2 separate regions of the Mus musculus genome follow, and region 2 is linked to region 1. A link is a contact called in public HiChIP or PLAC-seq data. All regions are on one chromosome and are shown on one strand. Each heading gives the region's core, a stretch centred on a gene start, on an enhancer-like site or on the middle of the called end of the contact. The rest is flanking DNA. Distances are from core to core; before and after follow the strand shown. Region 1 overlaps Sptbn1 (spectrin beta, non-erythrocytic 1). Region 2 holds the start of Acyp2 (acylphosphatase 2, muscle type).

Region 1 (2,656 bases), core at 108-2,607:
ACACATACATATATATGTACACATACACACAACACATACACACACACACACACACACACACACACACACACACACACACACAAACATCAGATGCATGCCTGGTGCCTGAGGAATTCAGAAGATGATATTACATACCCTGGGCCACCATGTGGATGCTGGGAACTGAACTTAGGTCATCACAAGAGTGACAAATACAAGCTAGGTGGTGGTGGCGCATGCCTTTAATCCCAGCACTTGGGAAGCAGAGGCAGGCAGATTTCTGAGTTCGAGGCCAGCCTGGTCTACAAAGTGAGTTCCTGGACAGCCAGGGCTATACAAAGAAACCCTGTCTCGAAAAAAACAAAAAACAAAAACCAAAAACCAAAAAAAAAAAGAGAGAGAGAGAGAGTGACTAGTGCTCTTGACTGCTGAACCATGTCTCCAGCCCCAAGAATAATTCTGTAATTCTCCTCTAATACCAAGTGGGTAAGTAAAGTGGAATTTTAAAAAATCTCACCAATTTCTTTAACTGCAGAATTTAAAAGTTAAAAAAAAAAAAATCCCAGCCAAAATGATGCTAAGACTTACAAAGCTAAGAACTAGCCATTTTTTTTAATCCTTTAATTTGGCCAGATGTGTTCAAGCTTGTCTTTAATCCCAACACTTAGCAGGCAGAGGTGAGCAGATTTCTGTGAGTTTGAGGCCAGCCTGGCCTACAGAGTGCGTTCTACCAAGCCAGCCACCAACTACATAGTGAGATCCATTCAATCAATCAATACATACATGCACAAGTTTTAAAAGTTCTTTAATCAAAAAAAAATATTAAACTGTAACTATTATACATTTGGTCAGGTTACTTTTATAATTAAACAATATTGCTAAACAAATCAAAAAATGTATGCATAACATGAATAATATGTAAAAGCACAAACTTCAAACCTCAGAGGTCATAACCTTTTCAGGACTGTCTCTTCCTGTGTTCTTTGGAGGAACAAGGGGAAGGACCATTTCCAAGACTGTTTCTTAAACTTGAAATTGCTTAAAACCCTCCAGAAGATCTTGTTAAAATGGGGTTCTAACCCAGCAAGTATGGAGCAGACCTGAATGGCGGCATTTCTAGCAAGTCTTAAATCACCTACAGACCACGTCCAACAAAAAGGTCTCCAAAGTTCCTGGTGCACTGTAGTAAGGCTGCCACCCCAGCGAATGCGCTGAGGACTGGCTTCCTGCATCCTCTTATGGGCCACACCTTTCAGAACAGGGATCTTGTTCAGGAGCCAATAACTACCTTTAAATTTAAACCTGGCTCAGCACCCCTTCCCCCACCTGTCTCTGTCTGTCCCCTTTCTCACTCTGCACTCTAGAATTTAGCCTTGCAGGAAGTTGCCTCCTGGCAGTGAGTTTATTTCTCATTTGCTTTCATTTGTTGTTCGGCTCAGGCTATGATGACCAACCCATTTTCCAACCACAAGACCAAAGCTCAGAGAAAAGGGCAATGAATTTGTGCTAATAACAAGAAATGAGTGTTTCATTTTAAAGTCAACTTTACTTGACTTTTATTTAAAAATTAGGATCCTTCTTGCTTTTATTTAAAGTATGCCATACTGACCAAACTACAAAGCTTTCAAGTAGCAAGTTCTGAGTACTCATTAAATGGCTTAATACTGTCAAATCTTTAATTAAACTAATCATTCAGCATTAGAAACATGCCCTTATCTGAGGTTTTTCACCGTTTTTTAATTTTTACTTTTTCATAGCTGGATCTTAGTTATAAAGTTGTTGGGGAGATGAGAGGGGAGTATCAGAATCTGAAAACTCCTGGCTTTTTCACTGTCTGGGCTGCTAATCTATGCAAGTAGAATTCTAGCACAGCAGACTTAAGGCTGGGAAGATACCCTTACCTGTCTGTAGAGCTGTTGTTAACCATACCAGTTTCCACCACAGACAGTTAAACATCTAAACCCCTGAAGTCAGAACAACACGGGATTCTTACAGTCTGTGTGCACATTTAAGCTTTCTTTAAAGGAAACTTGACCAGGACAGCCAGAACTACACAGAGAAACCCTGTCTCAAAAAAGAAAAATCAAAAACAATAAATAAATACATACATAGGAGACTTGAAAGAGTTTCCAACACCACCCTGGTAAAGTCAACCCTGGACGTTCCTTTGAGAGGGAGCAAAGGCCAGATTTTCAGGTAGATCAGTGCAGGGTGTAGTCAGGCTCCACCCACCACATTTCCAAGCAGCAGAAATTTTTGTTCTTTAGGTTAAACCTAATAGGTTATTTATTAGGCATATAGAGGTGAAGTGTTGAGCTGAACCATTCTCAGGGCTTATATATACACTATTTCCCTCTTTAACTCAATGGAAGAACGGGGTAACTGACCGCATGAGGCACAGGCTCACAATTGTTACGTGGCTTCCTTAGTTATAGCAGGATAGAGCCCACTCCTGGCTGGCCAAATGCCTTTTTCTTTAGTATACAACTTTATTCTAAATACATATTCCTCCAAGTTTTCGCTTCTCCATAAGAAATCAGATTTTTATGCCTGTCCCTGTATGGAAGCAACTTGAGGAATGTACAGAGACTACCTGGAAAGCTAGTTAAAAATACTTATTGTTGGGCTATACCAGAGTCCCAGATTCACATAACTTAAGAAGGTAGTTTCTGTTTCT
Region 2 (2,656 bases), core at 77-2,576, 460 kb after region 1:
ATACAGAGAAACCGAGTCTCAAGCCCCCGCCCCACCCCCCAAAAAAGAGAAAAAATAAAGAGAAAAAGAAAAAGAAAGAGAAGGAGGAGGAGGAGGAGGAGGAGGAGGAGGAGGAGGAGGAGAAAGAGGAAAAGGAAAAGGGAAAGGGAAAGAGAAAGAGAAAGAGAAAAGAGAAAGAGAAAGAGAAAGAGAAAGAGAAAGAGAAAGAGAAAGAGAAAGAGAAAGAGAAAGAGAAAGAGAAAGAGAAAGAGAAGGAGAAGGAGAAGGAAAAGGAAAAGGAAAAAGAAAAAGAAAAAGAAAAAGAAAAAGAAAAAGAAAAAGAAAAAGAAAAAGAAAAAGAAAAAGAAAAAGAAAAAGAAAAAGAAAAAGAAAAAGAAAAAGAAAAAGAAAAAGAAAGGCATTATTTTTATGTTGAAGACCGGAACCTGCATTACAGGCTTATAAGGACTAGCTCGTCCTTGGTCTGGTACAGAGCAGAGCACCCATTCCAGGGCTTGGTGACTATTAAGCAAGCACTCTACTGAGCTACATTTCCAGTCTCAAAAAGTTTTCTTCTTTTAAATGGATGATATACATTAAATAGTTACAGTATTTATACGCCATTAGATAATTTTCTCAAGTGTATAGACCAGCCTGGTCTTGAACTCAAATATCCACCTTCTTCTGCATAAGGACTACATGCACTACTATGTCAAGTTGCGTTAGAAAAAATTAAAAGAATGTTTTAACGTTTTAAATTACAAATATAAAGATTTAAAGTAAGTCAGACATTATATTCTATGCATCTATTTAAGCTTATAATCAAACAAAAATTTTAAAACTTCACTTAAATGGCCTGGGAGTGTACTTCAGCAATCTAGTACGCAAATGTAAGACTGTGCATAAATATATAAGGTTCAATCTCCAAAACCCAGGAAGGAAAAATTGCTAGCTGGAGAGGGGCTACAACCTCTGACAAAGTAAATCACCCAGTATCATTCAGGTACCCTTGCTTTTCTGCCGCACTTAGGCGTCCCCCACCCCCATCCTATAGGCTTGCAGCGTCCTCTTCGGGAACCCAGGGTGACCTCCCTCCGCCCCGCGCTAGCCCGTTCTCCCCGCCCCGGGCTGCTGTGTCATGGCTGAGCGGAAGTCGCTGCCTCAGTGAGAAGAACCGTCCCTAAAATGGATGGCATAAGCTTCCTCCTCTCCCTCCCACGGCCTCGTCTTGGCATCCCAGGTCAGACCGTACCTTGCACTGTCCCGAACACTTCGTAGTCCACAGACTTGAGCAGCTCGGTCATGGCGGCCAGCCTTCTCCCGAGCAGCATTAGCTGGGTATGTGGCGCGGAGACTGCGACAGCCGCCAGGGGAGGAAGACTTATGGGCTCTGGGACCGACGCCCAGAAGCCAAGACAAGAGCGCGCTGGGTCATGCGTAAGAAGATGGCAGATGACCGTTGTACACAGTGAGGGCGACGGGACACCCGGCGCTCGGGCTCCCTAGCAGGGTGCTCCCTCTCTGCGTTCCCCAGGACCCGGTTCTCTAAAGAAAACGGAGGTCGGGCATGTGAGGGGATTAAACCAACTAATATCTACCCACCGACGTTTATTTGACACAAAAAAGGTTTTGTTTTGTTTTTTCTATAAGGATGAAAATAAGAGGGTGACTTGTTGAGAGGACAGAGCGGGTAAAGTCTAAGTGGGTAGAGATGAGAAGGATAATAGGGGGAAAATTACCAAAATTCATTATATGCAAGGATAAAATGTCAAAGAATTTTTAAGTTTTAGGTGATTTTATATAGGTACACTGTAAAGAATACATAGTATACCCATGGGTACACTGTAAGGAGATTAATTCAAGCTAATTAACTTTCATCTCTGATTTCATTTAAGATTTCAACGATTTTAAATATATATCATTCTTAACTATACTCACCATTGTGCAAATATATGATAATCTCCACTTCATATGAAGAAAATGTGTGCCCTTGAAACAATATCCCCATTTCCAACATCCTGAGGTGGACATTTGAAATGAAGGACCTGCTTAGCTTAGTGGCACAAAGGGTATTTGGTCAGTGTGCTGGCTAGTCTTGGCACAAGCTAGAGTAATCTTAGAGGAGAGAACCTCAAGTGAGAAAATGCCTCCATAAGATCTAGCCATAAGGCATTTTCTTAATTAGTGATTGATGGGGGGGTGGGGGAGGGAGCAGTGGAACCCAGCCAGTTGTGGGTGATGCCATCCCTAGTCCAGGGATCCTGGGTTCTATAAGAAAGCAGGCTGAGTAAGCCATGTGGAACAAGTCAGTAACCAGTCCCCACCCCCACCCCACCCCCCATGCCTCTACATCATCTCTAGGTTCCTGCCTTGTTTGAGTCCCTATCCTGATATGTACAGTGCTGTGGAGGTATAAGCCAAATAAACATTTTCCTCCCCCAAGCTGCTTTTTGGTCATTGTGTTTCATGGCAGCAATAAAAACCTTAACTAAGACAGACAATGAATCAATTCTGAAATGTTCTGACGGTGCCAAATCTGTGGTGATTCTGAGATAAAGTTAGGCTTGATCTTTTCATTCAGGCTGATGAATCTGAAAGGTGCCTTGTGGTGATTTGGCTAGCTTTGTTGCCCATACAGACTGTGTTTGAATACTTGGGCCCATGGGAAGTGGCATTA

Evidence for each region. HiChIP or PLAC-seq counts read pairs in DNA pulled down with a chosen protein or histone mark.
Region 2: an H3K4me3 HiChIP or PLAC-seq map of bone marrow-derived macrophages shows a contact between it and region 1, with 3 times the contacts expected there. The contact joins the promoter of Acyp2 here to the enhancer-like site in region 1. A contact is called at or near these places in 12 of 39 promoter capture datasets (the C10 cell line, the HPC-7 cell line, cranial neural crest and 6 more), 1 of 15 datasets of contacts at CTCF or cohesin (the NIH/3T3 cell line), 1 of 484 Hi-C or Micro-C datasets (cortical neurons), 28 of 115 datasets of contacts at active chromatin or transcription factors (acute myeloid leukemia, bone marrow-derived macrophages, craniofacial prominence and 15 more) and 2 of 9 other capture datasets (adipose tissue and embryonic stem cells).

What each region holds. Positions count from the first base shown.
Region 1 is chr11:30,188,949-30,191,604 of GRCm38.p6, forward strand. The region is part of intron 1 of Sptbn1 (spectrin beta, non-erythrocytic 1); the gene reads right to left. Among named protein-coding and RNA genes, the nearest start is that of Sptbn1, 29 kb to the right of the region's middle. Within about 2 kb of position 1,358, at least 39 of the 459 cell types and tissues checked have an H3K27ac peak or open chromatin away from gene starts, as enhancers often do. A contact at or near this core is called in the HPC-7 cell line, bone marrow-derived macrophages, memory CD8 T cells and 1 more, where this site is marked.
Region 2 is chr11:30,648,070-30,650,725 of GRCm38.p6, forward strand. Acyp2 (acylphosphatase 2, muscle type) reads right to left here and starts at 1,327. Exons shown (of 4, transcript NM_029344.3): 1 at 1,232-1,327. The coding sequence starts at 1,310.